Linked DNA regions of Callithrix jacchus: region 1 is linked to region 2. A link is a contact called in public Hi-C data. All regions are on one chromosome and are shown on one strand. Each heading gives the region's core, a stretch centred on a gene start, on an enhancer-like site or on the middle of the called end of the contact. The rest is flanking DNA. Distances are from core to core; before and after follow the strand shown.

What was found. Hi-C and Micro-C count contacts between places; a contact is called where the count stands out from the background.
Region 1: a Hi-C map of skeletal muscle shows a contact between it and region 2, with 4 times the contacts expected there. The contact joins the promoter of FGF1 here to the enhancer-like site in region 2. A contact is called at or near these places in 3 of 3 Hi-C or Micro-C datasets (induced pluripotent stem cells and skeletal muscle).

The regions. Positions count from the first base shown.
Region 1 is chr2:41,136,304-41,142,999 of calJac240_pri, reverse strand. FGF1 (fibroblast growth factor 1) reads left to right here and starts at 4,867. Exons shown (of 3, transcript XM_017968523.4): 1 at 4,867-5,262. All of the region lies in intron 3 of ARHGAP26 (Rho GTPase activating protein 26), which reads right to left.
Region 2 is chr2:41,038,304-41,045,627 of calJac240_pri, reverse strand. The region is part of intron 3 of ARHGAP26 (Rho GTPase activating protein 26); the gene reads right to left. All of the region lies in intron 2 of FGF1 (fibroblast growth factor 1), which reads left to right. Among named protein-coding and RNA genes, the nearest start is that of FGF1, 96 kb to the left of the region's middle. Within about 2 kb of position 4,402, at least 4 of the 16 cell types and tissues checked have an H3K27ac peak or open chromatin away from gene starts, as enhancers often do. A contact at or near this core is called in skeletal muscle, where this site is marked.

The DNA of each region.
Region 1 (6,696 bases), core at 3,618-6,117, 97 kb before region 2:
TGGCTTAAGTTCCAGGGAGATGGTCATAGGAATTGTGGCTGAGGCAGGGAAAGCAACTCCCACGAAGAGCTTGTGAAGACTGGCTAGAGGCGAGTTTCAAAGGGTCATGGATTTAACAGTAAATCATGGATATTGTTCTGCAAGGTGAAGGATCTCTAGAAGTTGGTGACTTGACTATTGATAATAATGTAGATGAACCTGGGAGAAGCTGATCAGTATGAAAAGGTGGAAGTAGAGAGAGAGCTATTACCAACGAACACATTATAGTTTTTGTTTCTTACTCTCTAGAGGTAGCCATTATTAAGAATTGGGTGAGAAGTTCTCCAGCAATTGCATGCACATGCAAGCAAACTCTCTCTCTCTCTCTCTCTCTCTCTCTCTCTCTCTCACACACACACACACACACATGCACACACACACACGCCAATTTTTAAAAAACACACATTGCATCAATCGTATTCTAACTGCGATTCAGAAAAACAAAACCCAGTTAAGAATATCTCCACGGTTGTTTTCCATGTCACCACAAAGAGACTTGCCTTTCTTTTTTACTGGCAGCTCAGTATGCCATTGTAACACTGTGTTACAATTAGGCCACCATTCTGCTGACATTTAGGTTGTTTCCACTATTACAAACAATACTTTAGTGGCCATCCTTGCAAATAATATCCATGTATTTTAATATCTTCTTTCTGCAGACAATAAGACCAGCTTTGTCAGCATTCTAATGGTAAAACTTTTAAGCTGGGTAACAGAGGAACATAACTAGGCTGCCTATTTGAGGTGATAATTTTTGGTTAATGCGTAACTGGTGGGCTTCAACTATGCGCAGAATAGTGTTTCAAACATAGTGAGGACTCAGTAAGTATTTGCTGAAAACATAAATGAATAAATGAACAAGCAAATGAGTGAATTCACATCCTCTATAGACACTTGTTAGGCCTGCCCTACCCCCATTTATAATCGGATTTTTCAACCTCAGCACTATGGACTGTTAGGTCCAGATAATTCTTTGTTATGGGGAGCTGTCCTGAGCACTGTAGAAAGTTTAGCAACATCCGGGACCTCTGCTCACTAGATGCCACTAGAATAACCCCAGATGCAGCAACTAACCCTGTCTGTAGAAACTGCTAAATGTCCCCTGGGGAACGATCACTCCTGATTGAGAACCACTAATTTATAATATGGTCGAAGTTGTATAAGGACAGAGACCCTTTACAAAAACAACTAACTCTAGGCTGGGTGCAGTGGCTCAAGCCTGTAATTCCTGCACTCTGGGAGGCTGAGGCAAGCAGATCATTTGAGGTCAGGAGTTCAAGACCAGCCTGGCCAACATGGTGAAACCCTGTCTCTATTAAAAATACAAAAAAATCAGCTGGGCATGGTAGCACCTGTAATCCCAGCCATGTATACATCCATTCATTCACCCATTCCTCAAATACCTATTGAGCACCTTCTATGTGGCAGGCCTGTAATCTTAGCTACCAGGGAGGCTGAAGCAGGAGAATCACTTGAACCCAGGAGACTGAGGTTGCAGTGAGCTGAGATCACACCACTTCACCCCATCCTGGGCAACAGAGTGAGACTTTGTCTCAAATGAAACAAAACAAATAAACAAACAAAAAACCCAACTAACTCTAAAAACGTTGATCCTGCTTCTCCCTGATCCTCGCATGTTATAGTGGCTTTTATTTCCCAGGTCTTCACAGTTTTTTCATATTCTTGGACACTTTATTTTGGGTTTGGATTTCTTTTCTCCAGGGCTAACTTCCCTGATGCCTCCCCCCATGAAGTGGGTCAATCCTCATTATATATTGTTAATCTCCATTATACATTCTTTAATTACCAAAATACTCCTCCTTGGTGTGGAGGAAAAAAATATTGAATTCGAACTCAATTGCGTGTGGACACAAACAATGGTCACCAAAGTTGTGGAGTAGGTTGTGTGAGCCCCTTGAGGCATTCATCCAGCGCTATTGCAGAGAAATCTCTCTTTCAATCTATTCCTATATGTTAGTTATTTAGAAACAACAGACAATCACAAAAACATGTTGACCTTTTTGTGTTCCTTGAGCCCAGTGGTGAAGGATCATGACTGGGCCTCATGCCACACAATTTGGTACAAAAGAGCTAGGGTCCCAGACTCTACGGGAAATTCATAGACCTCTCCTCATCTGTGCAAAGACCAGTGGCCGACTCTAGAGCCCAGGCTGTTGCTTCTCAGTCTGGTGATGAATCCTCCATAGTCTGGTGAGTGTCAATATGTATATCTTTTTCCTTCTCCCCTTCCTATTGTGATTTGCTTAATATATCATTTGCTTATTATATCTACATTGCTATTTACATGGGATAAAGGTTGTTTACCCTTAAAAGTACTGTATGTGCCTTTTCTTCTCCCCTCACATGTTTCCCGCACAGAATACTTGATAGTGCTTATCATTGTTGAACTCTTACATTTATTGGATTAATTATTAAAAGTGTATCCGTATCTATTTCCCTCTCTCAACTTCCCAGAGGTAGCCATCACTGAAAATTTGATATGGAACATGCCATTTTTTGCTCACTACTTTTATATCTAGTGCCTAAAACAAGGCCTGGCATGCAAGAGGTGCTCGATGGGTATTTGAGGAATGGATGGATGAATGGATGAATAGATGGCAACCTATTATCTGTCAGCAATACCCAGCCCAGGGTATAGCAGACCTCACAAATTGTTCTTGTACCTTCTAGAACAATTTAGAAAAACAAAATATACCTACATTTAAACATTTATATTAATTTTCATCATTAAGTTTATATGGTTTCAAGATCATAATTTCTAATGTATTACAAAGTTGGAATTTAAAAATTAAACTGTAGGCCTGGCACGGTGGCTCATGCCTGTAACCCCAGCACTCTGGGAGGTTGAGGCAGGCAGATTACTTGAGGTCTGGAGTTCGAGAGAAGCCTAGCCAATATGGTGAAATTCCATCTCTACTAAAAATACAAAAATTAGCCGAGTGTGGTGGCAGACGCCTGTAATCCCAGCTACCCAGGAGGCTGAGGCAGGAGAATCGCTTGAAGCCAGGAGGCAGAGGTTGCAGTGAGCAGACATTGTGTCATTGCACTCCAGCCTGGGCAACAGATCAAGACTCTGTCTCAAAATAATAATAATAATAAATTGTAACATCATTCTTTAAGTGTACCTATTAATGTTATTATTTCTAATATTCTCTTTGATTTGCTTCCACAGTTCTGTCCCTCAGTATTCAAGAAAAGAAAGACAAAGCTGTTAAATTTAAAAATGTCTAATTAATCATTAAAAGAGGCTGAATTAAATTATTAAAGGAAGCGCCTAGTTTGGGGACTTGGAGATTTTATACTTGGGGCAATGGCACCTTAGTGAGATTTGTGAAGAGTGACAGGTATGCTTTCCTTTGATACAGTAGGGGAAAGAATGTGAACATGGACACGTGCTCAGGCAAACCAGATTTAGGAAACAGTAGCTGCAGAAATGGAGAACCTAAACACTGATTCTCTAAAAATAATCCTTGGTGTGGCTCCCATCTTTGGAAAGCCTTGAAAACCCCCATCTGGGGTAATGCAGCTAGTAACCTGCAGAGGGCAGTGTTGGATAAGCTGTTGGCTCAATCTCTCTGTCGCTTTCTCTGAGCAGTGGAAAGTGCAGTCCAGCTTGGTTAGTGGGAGCTTGGCCTGGGCGGCCCAGCCCAGTCCTCTCTGCTGCGTGTGTTTTTGCACAGTGAATTATTCACAGAAAAATGGCTCCAGTGAGAATTGTGGCCAGAGACTCCATCTTGTACCCAGAATCAGGGCCTGGGACTATAAAGAGATGAAAACCTCATTCTCTCCCCCTATAAGAACTGGATTTGGGACAGAAATCAAGGATTGAAGTTGTGGATCTGAATCAACCCTAAGGGTTTTGTTTTCCCTCTTAGGAAGCGAAAACAACAGTGAAATGTCAACGATTCACATCTTCCGAAGACAGTAGGTCAAAGTGGCCAAGAGCTCAGACAGTCGGGACTTCTCATCTCACTCTGTCCTCTCCAAAGGTTAGGCGAGGAGCCTTTCCAAACTTCAGCTTCCCTGGATATCAAATAGGAGCGATCATCCCTTCTGGTAGGGGTGTTGTAAGGATTAAATGCAAGAATGCACAAGTACTCAGCAAATGAAGGGCACTCAGCAAGAAGGGGCCCAGTAAATTACAGTGATGATGGTGAAGATGACGATACTGAATTGGCATTTTGCCAGACATGGCATTTTCTAAACTTACCATTCACATCTGAAGAGGAAGGATCAGAGGTGAAAAATCAAGCTATTTTAATGTTGTCAGTTTTACAAGCCTAGGAGTCAGAGGCAGAAACAGACCGGGTGGAAGTCAGAATCAACACGTTATGTAAGAACTTTGCTCTGTGATGCTGCCGACAGCTGCCTTCCAGGGTTGGGGCTCCCTTCCTGGTTTTGGAGGATCCCTGCATCTAAAATAGTGTGTATGATGACCGTGCGACATGACTGCCACTCAGACACTCACCTGCCTCAGACATGAAAGTAAGGACTTCGTTTGTTACATTGATCCTCTGTGAAACCCCAAAGGGTGGCAGTTGGCTAGCTGAAGAACAATGGTAAGTTGGACGCATGGCTTGGATGTACTGACAGTAAGGCTCGGTGCAAAACCCTCGGCCTTCTGCCTCACACTGGGAAAGGTAACAGGGACTAGTGCAGAGAGAGGCATGGAGAGAACTCGGATGAGATCATTGTCCTTTCACCTGGCAGCTGTCCAGCCCCCAAATAGTTTTCGTATCCAGTCCAAAAATAACATCACATGAGAGGGGGAGAAATAAATACACAGCGGTTGTCCTTGGCCTTTCTGTGGGCATACCAGGGTCAGCTGCACTCGTAGGGGCCTAAGTGCCCATGACCCACTCCGCTGCATTCCTCTCCACGATCCCTGAGGCTGGGAGACCAACCTGTTAGCAGGGTGGGTGTGGCGTGTGGTTTCACTCGGCTCTTTTCATGGGGCTCCTCTGAGCTCCATTCATACCAGAAAGGGAACAGGAGAGAGAGGACAAGTGGATCCAACAGCCTTCGCTCCAGGGGAATGAGGGCATCGCCTCCTTTTCTGGGAGGACACTCCCTTCTGATGGTGAATGGGAACTCCCTTCCTCCTGCAGCAGCCTGCCTGTAGCCGTCCTGGTAGAACAGGGTGGACACTGCAGAAGCTGTCCCTGCCCCAGGAAGAAAGCAGCCCAGAGCCAAGGCAAAGAGGTAAGTACATCTGTTTCTGCAAAGGGCTCAGATTGCTACAGACTTTCTGCTTGACTTCATGCTTGTACTCAGCATGAACGCTCCCCTCACCTCCGCCTTCCTTTTTCTCCTCCCTGATCTGGGTCTGTGGCAAGCTTGAGTCTACGTGATGAATGCTAGAGTAAAATATTCTTGTACTGCCTTCTCTCATTCAAAGGCTGGTTTACTGTCAGAAAGAACTGGGTAGGTCTAGTTCTTAGCGGGGAAGCAGGAAGTGATTCCTACTAAATGAATTATCTTTGCTGAGATCCAAGAAGACATTTACCAGGAAATCATTAGACAAATCCCATTACTGTAGACTTAAAGCTTCATTTTAAAAAGCACTGCATGAAATAGAAAACAAAGGATGCCAGCTGAGTCTTTGTTATTGGCAAAAGGGAAAAAAACACAAATGGGACACACAGAGCCTCCTTTTCTCCAACACCTCCCTTCCCCATCTCTTCCTGATTTCTTAGAACCCTGAAGAATATACTGAACAGACCCAAGAATTCCTTTCTCTGGTTGAAAACAAGAGGAATGAAATCAGGGGTTGGGGAAATTGGTCTGTACACAGACTTGAGAGACAAAGAGGAGAAACAGATTTTGCAGTCTCAGTCTCCCCTCTAATGCCTCTGCATAGCACATGCACCTATATCCATTTAGAGATATGTATAGATCCCACTATCACTTGTACACACAAACTGTTATCCTGGAAACAGTCTGCCCCTGGGCTATGCACTACACATACCCATACTAAGAAGCAGCCAACAAAATTCTGGTAGGAACGAGGTAATTACTTGAATAAGTCAGGATTCTTTTAGTAACCATGAACTGAAACCCAGTTTGAAGAGACTTGGGCAAAAAGAGATTTCGTTTTTTACTCATGTGGCTGAAAAAGCAAGGTTTTGGTACAATGGGATACAGGGCCCTAGATGATGGCATCATGAATCTGTCTTTCCATTTCTTGGCTTTGCATCCCCTGTGTCCTTCTGTTTCCAGGAAGACCTGCCCATTGCAGTGGCCAGATGGCTGCAGAAGCTCCCAGCTGACACCACACTGGCACAGCACTGTATAAGAACAGGTGCTGCCCTATCTAGTTCTAGCTAGAATCTCAAGGTCTATCACACAGAACCAATGTGGGTATTGTGCCCAGCGTTGCCATGTGCATGGAGTCATTCCCATCCCCAAAACCACATGGACTGAAAGCAATGAAGGGGTGTTTCCCCAGACATGATCAGGGTTCTCATCCAGGACTAAGGGGGCTAGATGCAGGGTGGCCGAAGTCAATGGTTGCTACTCTATACCACTTTTTTTACAAAGGTCTAGATTGAGTCAAAGCTCCTCTGATAGCAGCTCCTCCCTCTTACCTGCCACAAAAATGTATTAGTGACAGAAAATCTCATAGGAAAGGGTAAT
Region 2 (7,324 bases), core at 3,153-5,652:
TGGAGATCGTGCCACTGTACTCCAGCCTGGGCAACAGAGTGAGACTCCATCTCAAAAACAAAAACAAAAAAACTTCTTTGGTTACCTAAAAAGACCTTCCCTTTGGGGTTTCTGTAGCACCTATAATGTGTTTGACTAAATACATAAATGGGTGGTAGGTTGAAAAGAGTCCCAGGCAACTAAACTCATTCCACTCCATGGCTACAAATGGGACGCTGGATGATCACCCGCCATCTTGTCCATGTCTGATCTTGAACACAAGAGGGTCCGAGCAGGAGAGTCTGGCTGGATTTGGATCAATGCATCCCATAACTGGAGCCCAAGAGGTGGTGTGAAAGAGAGAAAAACGTAGGATACTTTGAGTACTCAACCTGGGCTCTCGAAATGATTTTTCCCCTTCTTAGAAGTATAACCTTGCATAAAACATGCCTCACAAAACTCCAGCTTTTCACCTAAAGGACAGAGCAAGCACCAGCTTCCTCCAGGGAATGCTTCAAGGAGCAGAAAAGGTCACAAAAGCACAGAGGAAATGGTCATAGAGTACTGGCCACTTTCCATGCATTAGCCCTTACAACAACTATTATTATAGATAAGGAAACAGAGGCAAGTCATTTGCCTAATGATCACACAGCTGATAGGTGGTCAAGCAGAATTTTGAGTTCATGCAGTTGTGTTCTGGAGCTCACACTCTTTAATTTTATACTGGTTGTATCAAAATAGAAACTAGCATGATACCTGGCACATTGTAGGTGATCAGTAAAAGGTGAGCCCCTTCCTCTGGTCTCTCTGAAACATAGAAGATTATGCTGGGAAATTGACAGAAAAGTCTATGGGAAGGTTCTCTGAAAACCATAAAGTCTAATAACCATTTTTTACAAACAGCTTTTTTGAGGTATAACACTCCTGCCATACACTTCAGCGTTTAAGTCATACAACGCAGTGGTTTTCTTACAACTTCAGAGTTGTGCAACCAACACCACAATCCATTTTGGAATATTTTCAAGAAGCCCCATGCCTCTAACCATAATTCCCCCATCTCCACCCACCCCGGCCCTGGCTACCATGAATCTACTTGCTGTCTTTAAGGGTCTGCTTATTCTGGACATTTAAATGAAATCATAAAATACACGGTCCTTTATGATGCTTTCTTCTCACTCAGCACTCTTTCCAGACTCATCCACGTTGTGGCACGCCTCAGAATGCTGTTCCTTTATATTGCCAAAGAATATTCTATTTGGCATTCAGTGATCTACTTGCTTCGTAGACTGTTAGACCAAGAAATAACTTTATGGAGACTGAGCCCAAATACCCTTCATTTTACTGAAAAAGAGATTGTGTTGATGAGACTACACAGCCTAGCCAGGGTCACTAGCTCAGAGCCCAGCCTCGAGTCTTAAACCTCTCCACATGGTCCCATCTTACTGTACCCCTCAGAGCATCACTGGAAACATAACTCAAAGTGCAAGCCTTACTGATGATGGGCCAGCAGAATCATCTCTGCTGGCATGAGTCCAACACCATTCAGTCACCAAAAAATATGGACTGTCCCCTGTGTGCAAGGCACTGTAGGAGGTGCTGAGGACCCAAGAGGGAACAGGACAAGATCTCTGCCCTTCCTCTTAGAGTGTACACTCTCCTGGGGAAGCAGAAATAGATCAGTAGCTCCATAGATAATAAAATCATTGCATGTTGTACTAAGTGCCATGAAAGAAACAAACAAGGGCCAGAGGAGGAGGAGGATGTGGAAGAGGGTGGCATTGCAGGGAGAATGGGGTGAAGATAAAAGGACCCAGCGCACAGAGTGTCACAGGTTACTGGAGAAGGCCTGTTTTAGGACATTTAGGCTGAGGCCTGGAGAAGAACCTTGTCAATATCTGGAGGAAGAAGGTGCCAGACAGAGGGCATAGCATGTGTAAAGATGCTGGGAAGACAGGGAAAGAGCTTGTTGTGTCGAAGTGGTTTTTGTTTTTGAGATGGAGTTTCGCTCTTGTTGCCAGGCAGGAGTGCAATGGTGCCATCTCGGCTCACCGCAACCTCCGTCTCCTGTGTTCAAGCAATTCTCCTGCCTCAGCCTCCCGAGTAGCTGGAATTACAGGCGTGCACCACCAGGCCTGACTAATTTTGTATTTTTAGTAGAGATGAGTTTTCTCCAGTGAACTTCCGACATCAGGTGATGCATCTGCCACAGCCTCCCCAAGTGCTGGGATTACAGGCATGAGACACCACACCTGGCCTGTGTTTAAGTTTAATAGGAGCAGAAAGAGCGAGCACGTGGTGTGACTGAAGGCTCGCGAGAGCAGGGCCCACCTTACAGTAGAGGCCCATTGGCCTGTTCCCTCGTGACTACACTCTCAGAGCTAACCATGACCAGGAGGACCTGGGAGAAAGGGCATCCGTGGGTTCCAGTTCCGTCCTGTGAATTAAATAAACTCCACTTGCCACAGGAAGCTAAAGGAAGTCCTGAGTCTCTATAGCAAAGACTTCCAAGGAAGGGAGAATTGCATCTTAGCTAAGGGTGATGAAGCTATGTATTATCCTGGGGGTGAATCAGGAGATAAGAAAGCAAAGAGAAATAAGAAAATACAGGCATATGAACAGAGAAGTGGTTAAATGATTATGGTGTAGCTACATAATGGAACACAATTCAATTGGCAAGAAGAAAGAAGTTCACTTTCACTACTGATCTGGAAAGGTCTCCAATTTGTCAAGCAAAAAAAGCAAGGTGCAGACTTGTGTGCTTTGTATGTTACCATTAGTAAGAGATAGTATGTCTTTTGTAATATATGCATGCAAACTCTCTAGAAAGGATACACATACAATGTGTCTAGGAGGAGTTTCCTTGTTTCTGTATCCCCCCAGGAGATGTGCACTCCAGAAGGGAGCTTTTCACTGTCTCCTCTGCTAGGTGGAAACATGCGAGTAAATTTCCTATTCAAATAAATTAAATTAAAAATGAAAACAAGTCGAGTGCAGTGGCTCACATCTGTAATCCCAGCACTTTGGGAGGCCGAGGTAGGCAGAACATGAGGTCAGGAGTTTGAGACAAGCCTGGCAACATGGTGAAACTCCATCTATACTAAACACATAAAAATTAGCCAGACATGGTAGTGCACTCCTGTAATCCCAGCTACTCGGGAGGCTGAGGCAGGAGAATTGCTTGAACTTGGGAGGCGGAGGTTGTAGTGACCCGAGATCGTGCCACTGCACTCCAGCCTGAGTGATAGAGCAAGACCTGTCTCAAAAAAAAAAAGAAAAGAAAAGAAAAAAGAAAACAAAGAAAAGCCAATGAGGGGTCTAGATCTACTAACCAAAGCCATGTGTGTTCCAGCCTCTCCTGCCCCTCGCCCTCTGCCAGCCCGAACCTCAGAGATGCCTCCTCATCCTCCCAGGGAACTACTGGGCAGCCACTGGTTCCTGGTCTAGATTTCACTACTAGTTGTAATGGTGGTTGTGATGGTCTGGTGACCAAATAAATTATCCCAAAGAGTCTACAATTAATTCCAATTCCCAAATGTGAATAACTAAAGCATCTCCCTCAAGAGGCACCTTCGGGTGAATAAACAAGTTAATAATTATCAAATGGATACTGGACTCCGATTAAGTATCCAGCACCTTGGGAGTGTCAATCAGTGTGAAGGAGGAGAGTGTGGCTCTGTAACTCACAGTCCTTTCCCTCCGTCTCCAGGTTTCTTCTCAGCCTGGGTGCTGCTGACTCTTTGGGCTGGAAAATTCTTTGCTGTGGGGGCTGCTTTGTGCATTGTAGGATGTTAGCAGCATCCCTGGCCTCTACCCACCAGATGCCATAGCACCCGCCCCACTAGCTGTGACAACAGAAACTGTCTCCAGACATTACCAAATGTCCTCTTTGGAACAAAATCACCCCCCGTTGAGAACCACTGTTCTCATCACTGCATTTCCAGGTAATGGCTTCATTCTCCCCCCCATCAGGAGCTGGCGATCTCCCCTCTGCCTGTACCCCATGTGGGTTGCCACAGAGGCTGAGGGATTAACAAAACCTTCATTATGAATTTCCCTGAATTTAGTATGTGGCAACCAATCCTAACTTTCTGGGAACCTCTTCTGTCTCAGGGAAAACAGCAATCTCAGACTTTATAAAATAATGATCTGTGGACAGGAGTCTCTCCCACGACTGCAAGGCCCAGACAATTAAAAGGCAACCAGTGCAGGTTGATAACGAAAGCAGAACACATGCAGGCTGGCCAGATCCTACTCGAAGGCACTGCAAGATGCAGGGATGAGGGAGCCCAGGGGAGCCAATGCCATTTCCTCCTCCTCCAGGTGACAGAAAAATAGCAGTCAGGCACCATCAAGGTGCACGTGGAGTCATTTTGTAACCAGCAGGGTGCACAGGTAGGTTAGCTGGCCGTTGTCTCTCCTCCCTCTCTCAAGGTCATAACTCCCCACGGACAGCTTTCTTTGAGGGGCAAAGACAAAGGGACTGTATTTCTATGTTTTGATTCATCTGAGGCTCATCCCTGAGGGCTCTGAGAAATGAATGAGCAGACTTTTCCATGGCCAACTGTCCTGGCTGACGGGTCCTATCGGCAAAAGCGTAGTGTTTATTTACTTTTGCTTGTGTTATTTTTATTCCAGTTCAGCTGCAGCTCAGTGCGGAAAGCGTGGGGGAGGTGTATATAAAGAGTACCGAGACTGGCCAGTACTTGGCCATGGACACCGACGGGCTTTTATACGGCTCAGTAAGTATGAAGCTGACACGCTTCCAGACGCGGCCAAGGTTTGAGGGTTCCAGAAATCTTGTTACATGGAGTGAGGCAAACTATAAAGCAACAATTAGTCTCTGTTTGTTATTTTTTCCAGAAGGATTCCCACCCTCACCCTGCTTTATTTTAGGCACAAACATAAAAGAGTTTCTTGCGGTATTCTCTCAAAACACTCAAATGTATTATCATATAAACACAGATGAAAGATTGATTGATGTCTTGGCAACTCCTCAGTCACTCATTTTAGAATATCTAATCCCATTCCATTCATTCATTCATTCCAAAAATGTTTTTCTTTTTTTTTCCTCTGAGACAGTCTGGCTCTGTCACCTATGCTGGAGTGCAGTGGCACAATCATGGCTCACTGTAGCCTCCAACTCCTGGGCTCAAGCGATTCTTCCACCTCAGCCCACTGAGTAGCTGGGACTACTGACAAACACCACCATGCTTGGTTAATGTTTTTATTTTTGGTAGAGACAGTCTCCCTATGCTGCTGAGGTTGGTCTCAAACTCCTGGGTTTAGCCTTCCAAAGTGCTGAAATTATAGGCCACCACACACAGCCCAAAAATGTTTCCTGAGTACCTAGGCACCATGTGCTATAGGTGTGTCTCTCATTGCTTCTTACACAAATGGCAGAGCCTGGGATTTTGTAGGTTATATGTCATGTATAAAAATTTGAAAATAGCCCCCCCCCACCTTTTTTTGAGATGGAGTTTTGCTCTTGTCACCCAGGCTGGAGTGCAATGGTGCAGTCCGCAATGTCAGCTCACCACAACCTCTGCCTCCCAGGTTCAAGCAATTCTCCTGCCTCAGCTTCCCGCGTAGCTGGGATTACAGGCATGCAACACCATGCCCCGCTAATTTTGTATTTTTAGTAGATACGGAGTTTCTCCGTGTTGGTCAGGGTAGTCTCCAACTCCCGACTTCAGGTGATCCACCCACCTCAGCCTCCCAAAGTGCTGGGATTACAGGCATGAGCCACCACGCGTGGCCTGTCCCTTTTATTCTGAAAGCATTACCGAAAAGGACAGAGAGCTTAATAACTTAATTCAACATTTATCAAATGTCTCGTGTCTAAGTGCCACGTCAGGTACTGAAAGGATGTGAGGATGAATGAGCCGCATGGAGAGGCATAGTCTAAAATCAGTACTAAAATCCTCCATGTTCCCTGCTCTCTCCCTGTCATAGCTAATGCTTTATACAGGCTTGACTGAGTATAGATTGGTCTTTATGGGAAAGGAATAGAAATAGAAGCAATGAAATGTTCCCCTGTTTGTATCTCTGCAACAAGAGTTACCTGGAGAGACCGCTTAAACCAATGACTGCAGGTTGTGAAGTTATTTCTAGGTTTTAATGATCCCTCCTCTGTATCCTAACAGTTGATAAACCAAGGCTTGGCTATAATTCCTGACCCAATCCGAACCCCTTTCCTCCCTTTTATGAAGATGTCTTCAAAAAGGCAGCCAGTAGCGGGGATTTTAGTCTGGAGCTTCAACTTATATCAAATTGCCAAGTGACAGAGGGCACAGGAAACCCTCTCTTGAAGTTGTCATCTCAGCCAAGGGTCCAGATAAGCACAGTTCCGTTTCCTCTTGCTGCCTGCTGGGGATCAGGAGATGAAATCCTCAGGGTCATAGGTAACCTCTAAAATGCTGTATGCTCCGTCCAGATCACCTGAGATGGCTTTGAGGGGTTTGGAGCCGAGGTACCAACTGCTGCATAGGGAGTAAGGGTTTTGTTGTCGTTGTTATTGTTGTTGAGATGGAATTCACTCTTGTTGCCCAGGCTGGAGGGCAATGGTGCAATATTGGCTCCACCTCCCGGGTTCAAGCGATTTTCCTGCCTCAGACTCCTGAGTAGCTGGGATTACAGGCATGAGCCACCACACCCGGCTAATTTTATATTTTTAGTAGAGATGGGGTTTCTCCATGTTGGTCAGGCTGGTCTCAAACTCCCAACCTCAGATGATCAGCCCGCCTCAGCCTCCCAAAGTGCTGGGATTACAGCTGGGAGCCACCACGCCTGGCCTAGGGTTTTTTTTTAAAGGTACTTCTTTCAAGTGGTAGTAAAAATCAATCCATCAACCAATCATTCAGTCTCAGACTCATGATTGAGTCTCATGCCTTTGCCACTCTGGCAAGTCACTCACCCACTCTGAGCCTTGTCTAAAATGGGGCTGGTCATGATCATAACCACCTCACACAGAGCATACGTGGGTTCAGTGGAACAACACACAGAATGCACCCATCAGAGTGGCTGGCATGTCACAGACAGGTGGTGGCTATAATACAAGTCATCAGCTTAGAAGCCCCTCACCCTCACTGTGTCTTAGGTCATGCCACAGTTTTAAGGCTTTAAAGGCTTTCCCCCATTTACATCAATTTTGATGTTTATTACAAACTGTTTTTACTTACATAAAAACACCGAAGGAGAACTCCCAGAATCTAATTTCTGATAGGCTCCAGGCACCCCCTTCTCCCACCATAGCTGTGGACATCACTGCAATTCACCTGAAATACAGTCTTACTATACTACACCTAAGAATGTTTGCATTTTCCCCATTGATAAAGAGAAGTTCTAA